Regions from separate parts of the Bos taurus genome. Here region 1 is linked to region 2. The links are chromatin contacts, called in public Hi-C maps. All regions are on one chromosome and are shown on one strand. The core of a region is the stretch at or near the end of the contact, and the rest is flanking DNA. Distances in the headings are between cores, read along the strand shown. Region 1 has its middle 92 kb from the start of TRNAG-ACC. Region 2 holds the start of SMAD1 (SMAD family member 1).

Evidence for each region. Hi-C and Micro-C count contacts between places; a contact is called where the count stands out from the background.
Region 1: a Hi-C map of liver shows a contact between it and region 2, with 12 times the contacts expected there. The contact joins the enhancer-like site here to the promoter of SMAD1 in region 2. A contact is called at or near these places in 2 of 11 Hi-C or Micro-C datasets (liver and skeletal muscle).

The regions. Positions count from the first base shown.
Region 1 is chr17:12,935,439-12,942,286 of ARS-UCD2.0, forward strand. No RefSeq gene overlaps it. Among named protein-coding and RNA genes, the nearest start is that of TRNAG-ACC, 92 kb to the left of the region's middle. Within about 2 kb of position 2,818, at least 12 of the 102 cell types and tissues checked have an H3K27ac peak or open chromatin away from gene starts, as enhancers often do. A contact at or near this core is called in liver and skeletal muscle, where this site is marked.
Region 2 is chr17:12,784,916-12,792,370 of ARS-UCD2.0, forward strand. It overlaps SMAD1 (SMAD family member 1), which reads right to left and starts at 2,928. Exons shown (of 6, transcript NM_001076223.2): 1 at 2,352-2,928. The coding sequence starts at 2,751.

The sequences.
Region 1 (6,848 bases), core at 1,568-4,067, 150 kb after region 2:
GCATCAGCCTGAAGCAGATTTACTAATGGGCTAGACTTAGTTTCCACCTTTGCAAAAGGATCGACGCGTTTCCTAGGAGCCCCAGAGAATTTCAAATTGTACAAAATCACATCAAACCAAAGAGCCCAGAAAGTAGATACTTGACAATAAGGCAAAATTGAGTGTATCTGATGGAGCTCATGCAAGTCTGGTGCTCTTTATGTACTCTGAAACAGTTTAAAGTCTTTTTCATTGTCTTCATTTTGGCAAATGAAGATAGTTAGCATCTTGGAAAATGTTACAATAGTACACATTACCGTGGTATGACAGTGCAATGTTACAAATGGGTTTTTAGCTTTCTTAGCTATAACTGTTAGAAATCTTAGAGTCCTAGGCTATTAGAATTCCCACATCTCCCTTCTTCCCCTTATCCTCCAATATGAGTTGTTGATATTTGTTGAGAATTTTTGCATCTATGTTTTTGAGAGATATTGGTCTATAGTGTTCCTTCTTGTACTGTCTTTGTCTGGTTTGGTATTAGGATAATGCTGGCATTATCTTAGAATGAATTAGGAAGCTTTTCCTCTATTTCTGTCTTTTGGAAGTGATTGTGGAGAACTGATGTGAGTTCTTCCTTAAACGCTGGGCAGACTTCACTAGTGAAATTATCTGGGGCTGGTGCTTCCTTTTTCAAGGTTGTTGTTTCAGTCTCTCCAGCGATTATAGACTGTGGTAGTTAATTTTATGTGTCACCCAGGCTGGGTGATGGGGTGCCCAGATATTTGGTCAAACGTTAGTCTTAGTGTTTCCGAGTGAGCTTAACATTTAAATCTGTGGACTTGGAGTAAAGTAGATGGTCATTTATAGTGTGAACGTGACTTATCCAATCAGTGGAAGACCTGAATAGAGCAAAAAGACTAGCCTTTCTCTGTGCAAGAGAAAATTCTCCAGGACTTCAGACCTTATCTGCAACACTGGGCCTTTCTGCAGGTCTTTCCTGATGGCAGACAGCCTTAGGACTGGGAGTGGCACATCAGTTCTCCTAGGTCTCCAGCCTGGTGACCCACCCTGCAGATTTGAACTTGCCAGCCTTGATAATCATGTTAGCTAATGCCTTATAAAAAATCATGTAAATATATAAATCATATATATCTCCTTCTAGGGAGATATATGTAATTTATAGGGTTCTATAAAACCCTAACGTGAGCTTATTCAGATAATCTGTTTCTCCTTGTGTTGATTTTGGCAGTTGGTATTTTTTAAATGGTCTTTCCTGGTGGCTCAGTGGTAAAGAACCAACCTGCCAATGCAGGATATGCAGGTTTGATCCTGTGTGGGGAAAGTCCCCTGGAAAAGGAAATGGCTATCTACTCCAGGATTCTGGCCTGGGAAATCCCATTGACAGAGGAGCCTGAAGGGCTATACTCCATGGAGTTGTTGCAAAAGAGTCCAATACTACTTATGAGAATAAACAGTCTTTATCAAGAGTAAACAATGATAACAGTCTTTAAAATAGATAGCTAGTGGGAATCTGCTGTAAAGCACAGGAAACTCAGCTCAGATGACCTGGATGGGTGGGATGAGAGGGGGAGTAGGAAAAAGGTACAAAGAGGGAGAGGATATATGTATACATTTAGCTGATGCACTTTGTTGTACAGCAGAAACTAACACAATGTTGTTAGTTTCTCAAATACAAAAGAGAATTTTTCAGCTAAGTGATCAAATTGGTGGACAGATTGTTAATAATATTCCTGAGTTATCCTTTTAATGAGACTACTAAGTAAGAGTCTCCTTTTAATGAGACTCTCGTTTCTGATATTATTAATGTGTCTTTTTTCTCCTTGATTAGTCTTAGTGGAAGTTTAGAAAGTTTATCTTTTCAAAGAGTTCTCTGTTGGTTTCCTATTTTTAATCCCATCAATTCCTGCTTTAATATCTATATTTCTTTTCTTCTTCTTGCTTTAGCCTTAAGCTCTTCTTTTTCATCCTTGATGAAAAAGATTTCAGACCTTTCTTCTTTTCTAATATATGCACACAGTGCTATACATTTTCCCCTTAATTATTACTTTTACTACATTCCACAAATTTTGATACTGCGTCTTTAATTTTTGTATGTACAAAATATGTGGCTTATGTTGGTGAATGTTCCACATGAGCCACCAACTCAATTGTAATAAAAAATATTAAAACAGGTTCAAAATGAATTTTTAAAATTGACACATTTAAATGGAAGTTGAAGCAAAACTAAGTATTAACAAGATTCAGGATGCCATTGTTTCAGTTGCCTACAATAAATCCATTTCCAGGCTTGACATACCATCCATATCACAGAAGCCATCTTTTGAAATATTGTTTATTCAGACTTTTTCTTAGGTAGATAATCTGAATCCGAGATCCTAAACGGAGAAGCTGCACTCAGCTCTTCAGCCTTTTGGTTTTGTCCTGTTTAACACCGTCCAGGTTGTAACTAATGGCTGCATGGTGTATTTATCAGGCCCAGAGGGGTGAAAGTTAAATGCCACCTTTTTCTCCTGAGCTCCACATGCACACCCCACACACTGCACACAAAAATAAACATCTAGGGCTGCTGACATTTCAATAAAAGTGATCTATTTTGTTGTTGTTTTGGTTGGCAGTATCACCTGGTAAATGTCTAGTATATCACCACCACCCAATGACGACTTTTGCCACAGGGATGATGAAAACGATGATTAACAGGTAATCGTAACATAGATTATCAGTGACCTGTCTTCTGCAGGACTTCTTATCCTTACTGCATTCCAGTCTTTTGGAAAGAGAAAATTCCAGCTGAAATAACCCCACCTCTGGCTCCATTTGTGGCAGGGCCAGCTTCCAGCGGGTTTGGCTGGCTCTCTGGGCCAAGGTCTCTAAGCAGGCTGGCTGGGGCCTCCAACCACGCAGACTCGGCACTGGGAAGACTTAGTCCTTAGTGCGGTGCTTCTTGTCATCAGAGACTCTACAAGATGGATTCGGGGTTTGTTTGAAAAGACTTCTTTAAACAACAACAACAAAAACCTTTTCAGTCTGGTTCTGTGAGATTTTCAGCGGCTCCTTAAGGCCCACGAGTAGAAGAGCGTCACACGCGCAGTGGCATCTCTCAGCTGTGCCGAGTGTTCCCCTTTCGGTAGAAATTTAAAACTGCTCTGGGAGTTGGAACATTAAACATGACCTGGCTTGGCTGGGCCTGGGGATGAGGAGGCCAGTGCAGATGTGGAGCTGCCCCAAGTCTCAAGCCCTTGGCTGATTGACAGCAGACTGTGGCCACAGAGTGGGAGGTGAGAGTTCACCTCACCCTGGCCCTGCTCCCATGCTTGGCACTGAGAAAGCTCAAACGTTTGTCCTCAGCAGCCAAGAGAGCAGGAACCTTCTTTAGGATGAGAAATGGAGTTAACTAGGTATGCTGCTGCTGCTGCTGCTGCTAAGTCCCATCAGTCGTGTCCAACTCTGTGCTGCGCCATAGACGGCAGCCCACCAGGCTCCCCCGCCCCTGGGATTCTCCAGGCAAGAACACTAGAGTCAGTTGCCATTTCCTTCTCAAGTGCATGAAAGTGGAAAGTGAAAGTGAAGTCGCTCAGTCGTGTCTGACTCTTAGCGACCCCATGGACTGCAGCCTACCAGGCTCCTCTGTCCATGGGATTTTCCAGGCAAGAGTACTGGAGTGGGGTGCCATTGCCTTCTCTGTAACTAGGTATATCACCTGGGATATATGAAAGATGTAATTTATGGAATAAAAGATCCAGGTGAGCAAGAGAATAGCTGTTTCCAAGCATCCCCATGAAGTGTTGTTCTCCCTTCTCAGTTTTGTCTCTTTAAATTCCTGGCCAACGTGAGAAGCACTTGGAGGAGGACTGTAAGTGACCTGGTGCTCTGCTTGAGGTCGGCTACACCTCATTTTGCTCTCCTGAGACCCCAGAGTTGGGGACACAGCCAGGCAGCAGGTGACCTGGAATGTTCTGAGGTGACCTGGGTGTTAGTTCACACTCGACTCACAGTCTTCTTTTGCGCTTTGGTTTCTTTGCTTCTAAAATAGCCGGCTCACAAAACTTACTGTGAAGTAGCATAGAATATTTTATATTTTTTAATATAACACGGGGGTTATATTATATATAAATATATATAATATTTATGTTATACTGCTGCTGCTAAGTCGCTTCAGTCATGTCCGACTCTGTGCTGCGCCATAGACGGCAGCCCACCAGGCTCCCCTGTCCCTGGGATTCTCCAGGCAAGAACACTGGAGTGGGTTGCCATTTCCTTCTCCAGTGCACGAAAGTGAAAAGTGAAAGTGAAGTCGCTCAGTCATGTCCGACTCTTAGGGACTCCATGGACTGCAGCCTACCAGGCTCCTCTGCCCATGGGATTTTCCAGGCAAGAGTACTGGAGTGGGTTGCCATTGCCTTCTCTGAATTATGTTATATGTAAATGTATATAAATGCTTTCATATACACTTAAGCCTTATAACATGTAAGGAGGGTATCATTAACTTTTACAATAGAAATGAAAATTGAGGAGAAATGATATATCTTACCCAAGATCATATAACTCTTAGAAACTGAGCTGCAACCCAGTTTAGATCCCTGGGTATCAAATTCAGGGCAGGCTTTTATTTTCTTTCTCTTTTTGGCAGGGAGGGGAACAGTTTTTCTTGGTATTGTGGTAAAATATTCAAAATATAAAATTCACCATTGTAACCATTTTTGAGTGTACTGTTCTATGGTATTAAGTACATTGTTGCACAGTTATCACCTGCATCCTTCTCCAGGAGTTTTTCACCTTCCCCAACTGAAGCTCTAAACTATTAGGCACTAACTCTGCATCTCCTCCTCCCCTAATCTGCCTGGCAACTGCCATCCCGCTTTCTGTGAATTCAGCTACGCTCCATACCTCATGAAGGTGGAATCCTGCCGTGTTTGTCCTTTTGTGACTGGCTTATTTCCCTTGGGTTAGTGTCTGTGAGCTTCACCCATTTATACCATGTGTCAGTAATGCTGAATGATAGTCCGCTGTGTGTATACATTTTCTTTATCCATGCATCTGGCAGTGGACGCTTGAGTTGTTTCCACCTTTTGGCTATTGTGAATAATGACGCTATAAACATTAGTGTATAAATATCTGTTCACGTTCTTGCTTTCACTTGTTTTGGGCAGATACTCAGAAGTAGAATTGCTGGATCATATGATAATTCTATGTTTAATTTGTTTGATTTCTCCTTTTTAAATAGGTAAAGTCATTTGTTCTTTTAAAATAAAATTTCTTACCTCTTGTTAGTTACATTTGAAGCCATATCTTCTATTTTTCTTAAATTGGCCATGGTGTTCTTTCGATGTTCTGGCTTAGTTATAACAATACATTGTTTGCGATAAAAAGTATCTTGCATTTATTTTGTGCTTTACTTCTGTATGCAGAACATCACACTGATGTTATCTCATTTACCTTTTCAAGGTTTATCAGAGGGGGATTAAGGACACATTAACCCATCTTACAAATGATAAAAATAAGGTTGAAGACATTTAAAAGGTTTTTCTTCAGTGAGATTATAGAAGTGATAAAGCTAAAATCAACTTTCTAACTCTTAATTTACTACTTCCTTTGTGTACTGAGATGGGATATATCAATAAATAATTCTAATTTGATTCTTATGTAATACTTGTTTGTAAATTTAAGTCTCCAGAACTTTTCATGCCTGTTGCCTCACCTATAAAAAAAGAAAAAAAAAAAGCCAATGATAGTACTAAAAAGAATGTAAAGAATAGCCAACCAAAACAAAGAAGAGCCACCCACATACCAGCAAAGTACTTCATAAAAGATGGAAAGTTATAGCAAGTTATTAATGACTCACTTAATCACATAATAACTGTTACTAAAGCAGAATCCTAAATAGAAGTGCTAAATAGTTTATCTGAAATTTCAATGTGATGCTGAAAATCATTTTGAAAACACAAAAGTTTGAAAAAAAGATGTTAGTTCAACATGAGTGTACCACATGACTGGGCATCTTCCCCACGAGTAGCAGGGCCCCAGCCGCTCTTGGCTAGGCTAATGGTGTAGATGGATGTTGAGATCTCTGCATTTTCAGGCTTCAGGAACTTCGCTCAGGCTTTTCCTCTGCGTCACATGCTTCCCTATCACCAATGAATTTAGCTTTCAAGTCCTGGACCCAAGTGACATCTTATCCACCATCACTTCTCTATTCTCCTTCTGTGATTGCTGCTTTCTCTGTGTTCCTGATGCATATACCTTTAAAAAAGTTTTTTGGAGTGTACTTGATCTACTCAGTGGACATAGTTTGAGCAAACTCTGGGAGGTAGAGAAGGACAGGGAAGCCTGGCGTGCTGCAGTCCATGGGATTGCAAAGAATCAGACATGACTTAGTTACCGAACAACAAGAAGTTGATTTACAATGTCATGTTAGTTTCAGGCATACAGCAAAGTGAATCAGTTATACATATATCCGCTCTTTTTTAGGTTCCTTTCCCATATGGGTCATGACAGAGTACCGAGGAAAGTTCCCTGTGCTATGCAGTAGGTCCTTATTAGTTATCTATTTTATATATAAGCAATCCATGGGGTTGCAAAGAGTCAGACATGACTCAGCAACTCAACAGCAGCAGCAGCATGTGTATATGTCAATCCCAGTCTCCCAGTTTGTCCCCCCACTGCCTGGTAACCTAAGTTTTTTTTTTACTTCTGTAACTCTATTTCTATTTTGTAGACAAGTTTGTTTGTACCCTTTTAAAAAATTATACACACACTTTTTTTAGATCATGTTTCAGCCTGTGGCTCCCCTAGGCTCAGAGCCCCCAACGACAGGCACTGTCTCATTCATTCTTGTTTCCTGGTGCTTGTTA
Region 2 (7,455 bases), core at 1,678-4,177:
AGGAAAGATGTTAATTACACACGTGGTTCCTGCCATCTTGGAGCCTGATTTACTATCCTGCAAGAAGACCAAGGAGAGGGAGAGGAAATGAGGCACGTAGGAGGAGTGCATTCAAGTGTCCCCACGTGACTCAACCACACGAAGCGTGTGTGCTCAGTCACACTCAGCTCTTTGTGACCCCATGGACTGTGGCCCCCTAGGATCCTCTGTCCATGGGATTCTCTAGGCAAGAAGAATACTAGAGCCAGTTGCCATTTCCTTCTCCACAGGGTCTTCCCAACACAGGGACCAAACCTGTGTTTCTTGCATCTCCTGCATTGACAGGCAGGTTCTTTATCACTTACGTCACCAAGGAAGTACATGAAAGAATCAAGGTGGGAGAAGAAGCTGGCAAGGTAGGCGAGGACCAGAACACAAAGCTGTGTGTAAAGGAATGGGAAGCAGGAAGATGGCTAGAGCATGCATCCCAAAGAACACTCTCTGTAGTGCACTAGTCCCCCTGCAGGGGGCACCAGTCGGGAGGCAACTGCTGCTGCACAGGATGAAATGTCATAGGATCGAGGGAGAGGTCTGGAGAAAAATGATCCACAATGTTTTCTCAATACAGTTCTCAGTTGTCTGACACAAAGGTCACTTAATTTATAGGGACCTCAGTTTCGCCGTTTGTAAAGTGGGATTAGAATCTTCCCTCTGTACCTCTTAAAGTTACTATGGGAATCAAAAAGCCATGTACCTGAATGACCCCTGTTGTATATATTATACATTAAAATTTACATCATGGTGGATATAACAAGCAGTAAAAGAATGTCTATATTACAACAAGGAGAATTCATCAAGATTGTTGGAAAAAATCAAATACAGTTCTAGCCATGAACACTGTAACAAAATGTAACTTTTAAAAGGATACAATAAAACCTGGTCATCTAGAAATACTGATAAATCTAAGAAAAGATGTGCAAGAACTTTCAAGGAGAAAACTTAAAAATCTAAATAAATTTAGAAAAATATTGTGCTCAAGAGCACAACTATGTCAATCCTTCCCCAAATGAAATCAATGAAATTCAAATAAAACCTCCTGAGGATTTTTCACAGGCCTTGACAAAGTAACCCTAAAGTATGTAATACAGAAATCACAAAACCATGATGTTGAATGAATACAGCAAGTTGTAGAAGGATACTCTAATATCACTGTATGATATCTTTAAATATACAAAATAACAGTACATCCTGTCAAGGATTCATACATATAAAACAACAGTAAAAAGCATGCCTGGGAATGATGTTCATCAAATCTAACCATCAAATTCAGAACAGTAGTTACTGGAGGCAACTGGGTGGTGGATACAAAGATGTTTATTATTCCCTTTTTAAATGGCATAAATATTCCATAAGAAACCAGAAAGCTTTTTATTTGACAACCAGGTTATTATGGGATATAGCATAGTTCCCAAATACCAATCCAATAGCCCCTATCAACGCTATCTGGAGTACATGTTAAACATGGGTCAAAAAAAAAAAAACCAAACACGGATCACTGGGCTCTGCCAGAATAAGAATTTCTGGGAGAGAGCCACATGAATCTAACACACAGCCTCATTTGGGAACACCTGGTAACCATCAGCTATTAATAACTAATCCATCAACAAATTTGATTCCAATCTGACGCTGAGATATTTAAGTGCCTGAGATTGCCTAATCATTTTCCAGCTGATGCCACTGTCTAGAATGCGGACTCTAATTTAAGTCAAAACCAAGTAAATGTTAAAAGTATATCTTTTATTATGCTTCCTCCACCCCCTCCAAGGTCACACATGTAAAAACCAGGAGTATCTCATATAAAGTAATAGTATCAAATGATTCCACAGCAGAACATAATTCCTTCATATCCTCCACAGGGAGTATGCCATAGCAAAATTCTACTGGAGATGATAAAAAGTGCTATTTTTAAGGATAAAGTGATATAAGTCACTGGCAACCACCCTCAAGTATGTAGACAGCAACATCATGCTTCTTTCCCGATTTTCTTCCCTTGCAATAAAAATCATAGCTAACTCTGTCTCGAGAAATGCACAGAACCAAAGGGAAACAAAAAATAAATTCAGCAAAAAAACAATTTATGAAAAGGTAGATGCATTAATGCCTCCATGACAGTTTTCACAGCCCTGCTCCTAAGAAATAAAGTTAACTAGAGACTATGCCGTTAGAACGTACGACCCTTTCAAGGACTGACTGACACGACTTTCCCCCTAATACTTAGAAATTACAACAACGACAAAAAAAACATGGAAAGGGACGATTTCGAGAAACAACACAAATCTGCTAAATGCGTCCACAGGAAAGGACTCACTCACCGGGGCTTTCTACTCGCTTATAGTGGTAGGGGTTGATGCACACCTCCTTCTGCTTGGAGCCGAAGGGAAACTCGCAGCATTCCAATGGTTTCAGTTCATGGTGGCTCTGAAGGTCGGGCCAGCGCCACACGCGGCAGTAGATGACGTGAGGCAGCCCCTTCCGGTGGGAGACCTGCAGTCTGCCGTCCAGGGAGCGGGGGATGGTGACGCAGTTGCTGGGCTGGCCCGGGCAGCTCAAGGCTTTTTCCAGTTCCTCCATGGCACCCTTCTTTTTCTTCAGTTTTTTCACCAAAGCATCAACGGCCTTCTCTGCCCATTTTTCTTCCTCGTCACCCTGTTTCCAGCCAAGAAGTCTCTTCACAGCTGGACTTGTGAAGGAAAATAAACTTGTCACATTCATGATGGCGCTACGCACGCTCCTTGTGGAGGGAGAAATATAGACGTCCCCAATGTGAAAGGACAGTGAAAGAGGCTTCACTTTATCTACATAAGATTCTCCTTAGCTTCTTTGTGCGGAGGTCCTGAAAAGTAGAAATGACCATTCCTGGTGTTTCCAAAAGGAACCCAAAGCGAGCACCTAGAAAAGAAAAAAGGGGAAAAGGTGTTTAAAATCATCTGTACCATAAAATCACAATTTATTAAACAATTGCCATGGGCCAGGTATTTTTTTAAGTGATTTTATGTATTAGTGTCCTATGGAATGAATTATGCACCCCCCACCCCCAAACTCATATTGAAGTCTCAGTGTGACTGTATTTGGAGATGGAACCTGGAGCCTTTAAGGAAGTAATTAAGGTCAAATGTGGTCATGAAGGTGGGGTCCTAACATGAGAGGATTAGTGGCCTCATAAGAAGAAGGGAGAGATTTCTCTCCTGCCCTATGTGTGCACCCACTGAGGAAAGGCCACCTGCAGACACAGAGAGAAGGCCACTGCCTACAAGCCTGGATGATAGCTCTCATCAGAAACCACACTATCTGGACCCTTCATCTTGGACTTCACAGACTCCAGAACTGTAAGAAATACATTTCTATTGTTTAAGCCACTCCATCAGTGGTATCTTGTTATGGCAGCAGACTAGCACAGTATTTAACCCTTTAAATAATTATTTCAACTAGGTAATACAATCATTGCGATTTTATAGATGAATAAACTGAGATGCAATTTAAAAAAAAGTATGCTACTCTTTATATGAGTTATGAGGTAGAAGCAATATTCCCCTTAGTGCAAAAAAAATTCAAGTTCTCAACAGATACTGTGATATTCTATATTTATAGTCACTCATGGGCTCTAAAATATTTATTTCAAAGTACACCTCAATCAACAAAAACTAAAAGCAACAAGACAAAGTAAAACTGTAACAGCCTTAACATCTGTTTTTCTTTTGCTCAAGTATCTCATGCTAAAAGAAAAGGTAGTTCATTCTATTTATACTAGATAAATGTAGCAACATTTTAGGGTCTTTATTCAGTAAATAAGTCTATGCCTTTGGACTATCAGGCAATTAAGGTAGGAAATTCATTCCCTGCTTTTTCAAATATGCTTTTTATTGACATGAAATGAATGAAGCACATGAGCACGTACTGTACTAAATACTTTAGTCAAGTTGTTTCATTTAAACCTTCCAGTTACTCTTCACTAGATAAAAATGCAAATGGCGAAAAAGATTAAAGATAACTTTGCACCAACTCCAGCTAAGATTGAGTAGCAGGTATCCAATCAACCTCCTCCCCAAACAACTATAAAAGGTGAATAAAATACAAATGAATAAATAGAGGTGGGGGGGGGAAGCCCAACTTTTTAAAGGCATCAATGAGCAATCAAAGTACTCAGGACACGAGGGGCCACATATGGAAAGATGTGAAAAGTGATGAAGTGATAAGCTGAACATTCTTCACTGCTTTTCTTCTCAAGGCATTTGCCAAAGCTACGTTGTAAGAAGCCAAGTAGAAAGAAGCTAAAAGACCAAGCAGAGATTTCAGGAGTCTCATAGTGTTGAGGAGAGCCCCCCTCCAAAAAAAAAAAACAGAGTTGAGGGCTTGCCAAGAAGGAGAAATTCTGGTAAACATGCCAGGTTTTCCGCTGAGACCCTTGGAGAGGTATGCCCTAGTGCAAGGGCTAAACTGAAATGGACAGTGTTTAGAAACACAGCCTAGGATCATCTTAGTACTAGACTAGATCAAGATGAAAGAAAATGAGGAGAGAAAAACTGTGAGAGAGGACATATGCATATTGAAAGTTACTGGCCAAAGGCTTTCCAAAACTGGCAACAGACATCTAGCCACAGATTCATGAAGCCTTATAAGTCCCAAGAAGGAGAAATAGAAAGAAATCCACAAGTTTTAATGTGTCATATTATGGTATAATTGCTGAAAACCTACAACAAAAATCTTTAAAAAGACACAATACTTTCAAATGAGTACAATAAGCATGACAGCTGACATTTCAACGGGAACAATGAAAACAAAACTACAGTAAAATGGTATCTTTAGCATGCCGAATGCAATAAATAGCTGGTAACTCAGAACGCTACACTTAGTGGGGAAAAAATCATTCAAAAATGATTGTGAAATAAAAGTGCTTTACAACAAACAAAATCTGAAATAACTGGCTTCCAGGAGGAATTCTCAAGCACAAGGGAAAAGCAAGAAATTGCGGGAAAGAACGAAGAGTTCCATAAGGGTACTGACTTTACAAAACAATTAGAGGAACATCTTGTGGTGTTTAAAATACAGAATTAAAATGCATAACAAAAAAGCAGAAGGGATCCATGAATTTAGAGTTCTAAGGTCCTTATACTACTCAGGCAATGCTAAAACATTAAACTATTATTACTGATATAAATTATGAATTCCTATCATAATAAAGCAACCACTGAAAGAATAATTTAAAAGCAATAAAAAGGTAATAGAGGAATTAAAAATATGGAATTCTATTTAAAGATATGATTAACCAAAAAAACCTCAGAACAAAAAGGAGTACATAATAGGTGGGTCAAATAGAAAACAGTAAGATTCAGATATAATCTTCAACGTCTCAAGAATTAATTACAAATCAAGAGACTAAATGAGCCAAATGAAAATATATAGTGTACTTACAAGAGACACATATCAAATACAAGGGCAGAGAAAAGTTGAAAGAAAAAGAATGGAAAGAACTGTACTGTGCATATTCTAAACAAAAAAGTTCACAGAGCTATCAAATCAGACAAAAGAGACTTCAAAGAAAGAAGTATCACCAAGGATAAAAGAGGGACATTTCATAATGTTAAAAGAGGTGCTCTACCATGAATATATCACAATCCTAATTTTTTAATCCAAGCAGTAACGGTTTCAAAATACATAAAATAGAAACTGACATAGTTAAAATGACAAACAGTCTTGGTGGGAGATCAACATAGTAAATGACAAAACAAGCCAATGAAAATTGACAGATATAGGAGGTTGTATGTTTAAAAACTTGACTCAATTCATGTATGCACCCAGCAACTGCACCACACATAGCACTTTAAAAAACACATGACCATATAATGGGCCGTTACGCAAATCTCAACAAATATCAAAGGGATAAAACTATACAGAATATGCTCTTTGATCATCATACAACTAAGAATAAATGCCCAAATACTGTTATTGAAAAGAATTACACTTCTTTGACCTGTGAGTCACAGAAGAAAATATAGGGGAAATTAGAAAGTATTTTAAATGGGATGATTATAAAAATCTGACACATCAAACTTGTAGGATGTGGCTCAATCCATGCTTAGAGGGAAGTTTATAATCTTAAGTGCATATATTAGAAAATAAAAGCAGCTGAAAACTAATTTTCTATGTATCTACCAAAAGAAAAAGAAAGGAACAGCAAATTAAACCCAAAGACAGTAAAAGGAAATGAGAGCAAAAATTAAATATATCTATATATATAAAATAGGAAAATAAAATCAAAGTTGGCTCTTTGAAAATACTAATAAAACCAGATATTCCTCTAGCAAAACTAATCAATAAAAGAAAAGGCACAGATTACCCGTAACAGGAATAAAAGGGGGAAAGCATTACTGATTCTGAGAACTGAAAGGGATATTTATGATGGACTGCTGTCACAGCAAACTGCACATGCCAACAGTTACTTCCTCACTGGAGGAAAAAGGAATTCTATCTGACTGTCTTCTGTCTTTGGAGCAGAGCCCTATACCTGGCACACATCAGAGTCTCAATAAATGTTTGATGAATGATTTAGCTCCCTGAAGGAATTAGAAGGCCAAGGGTGGAGCTTTACTTAATAGGCTACAGGGACTCAGTTGTTCCCTTCTGTAAAGAGTTTTACTCAGATTTATCAGTTCTTTGAAAGTGGCATTATTTTTGTCTAACAATAAAAGAGAAAACAAAACACTATGCTATCATCAAGAGTCACACTTGGTCAGAGTGTACCTCCTGAAATAATTATTTACTTTTACTAAAGGTTAATTGTGCAAAAGAACGAGAAAGACAACTTTTTTTCCTTGTCCTCTAGTAACAATTTATCAACAGAATACATTTCTCCTTACCCTGTATGTCCTCTTCTTCAACTCCAAAAGCTGCGTTTTTATATTTCAGTCAATAGTTTTCAAATTGAGGGGGTGAGTTTCTATCAAAATCACTTGGGGCTATTTTAAACTCTAGAACTGATGGATTTATCCTAGAAGGTGTGTGTGTGGCGGTGGAGGTGGGGGTTGAGGACCACAATTTCAGACCTTTGCTTTAACTACTGGAATCGACATTCATTCAACGAAGTTGCACTGAGTGCCTGCTAAGTACTTTGGCTACCCCACTGAGGCCAGAGACAAAGATGCTCCATCCTGAAGAGCCACTGTGTTAACAGTGAACTCACGGTTAGCGAACTGGCTCCCCGTATGCCAAGTTCAAGGACTGTGCTGAGCAGTCTTGAGGCAAGTGCAGGTCTCAGCAGGAAAGGAGTTCCACGAGTAGAACAAGGTGAACTCTGAGTGCGGGAACAGAAGAGGCGGCCCCTGTACTGCGCATGTGCCAACCAAGAACCAGCCACCACGCTGTGTCACAAAAGCTCTACCGCAGGGAAAAACGATGCACGACTATACATAAAAGCAGAAA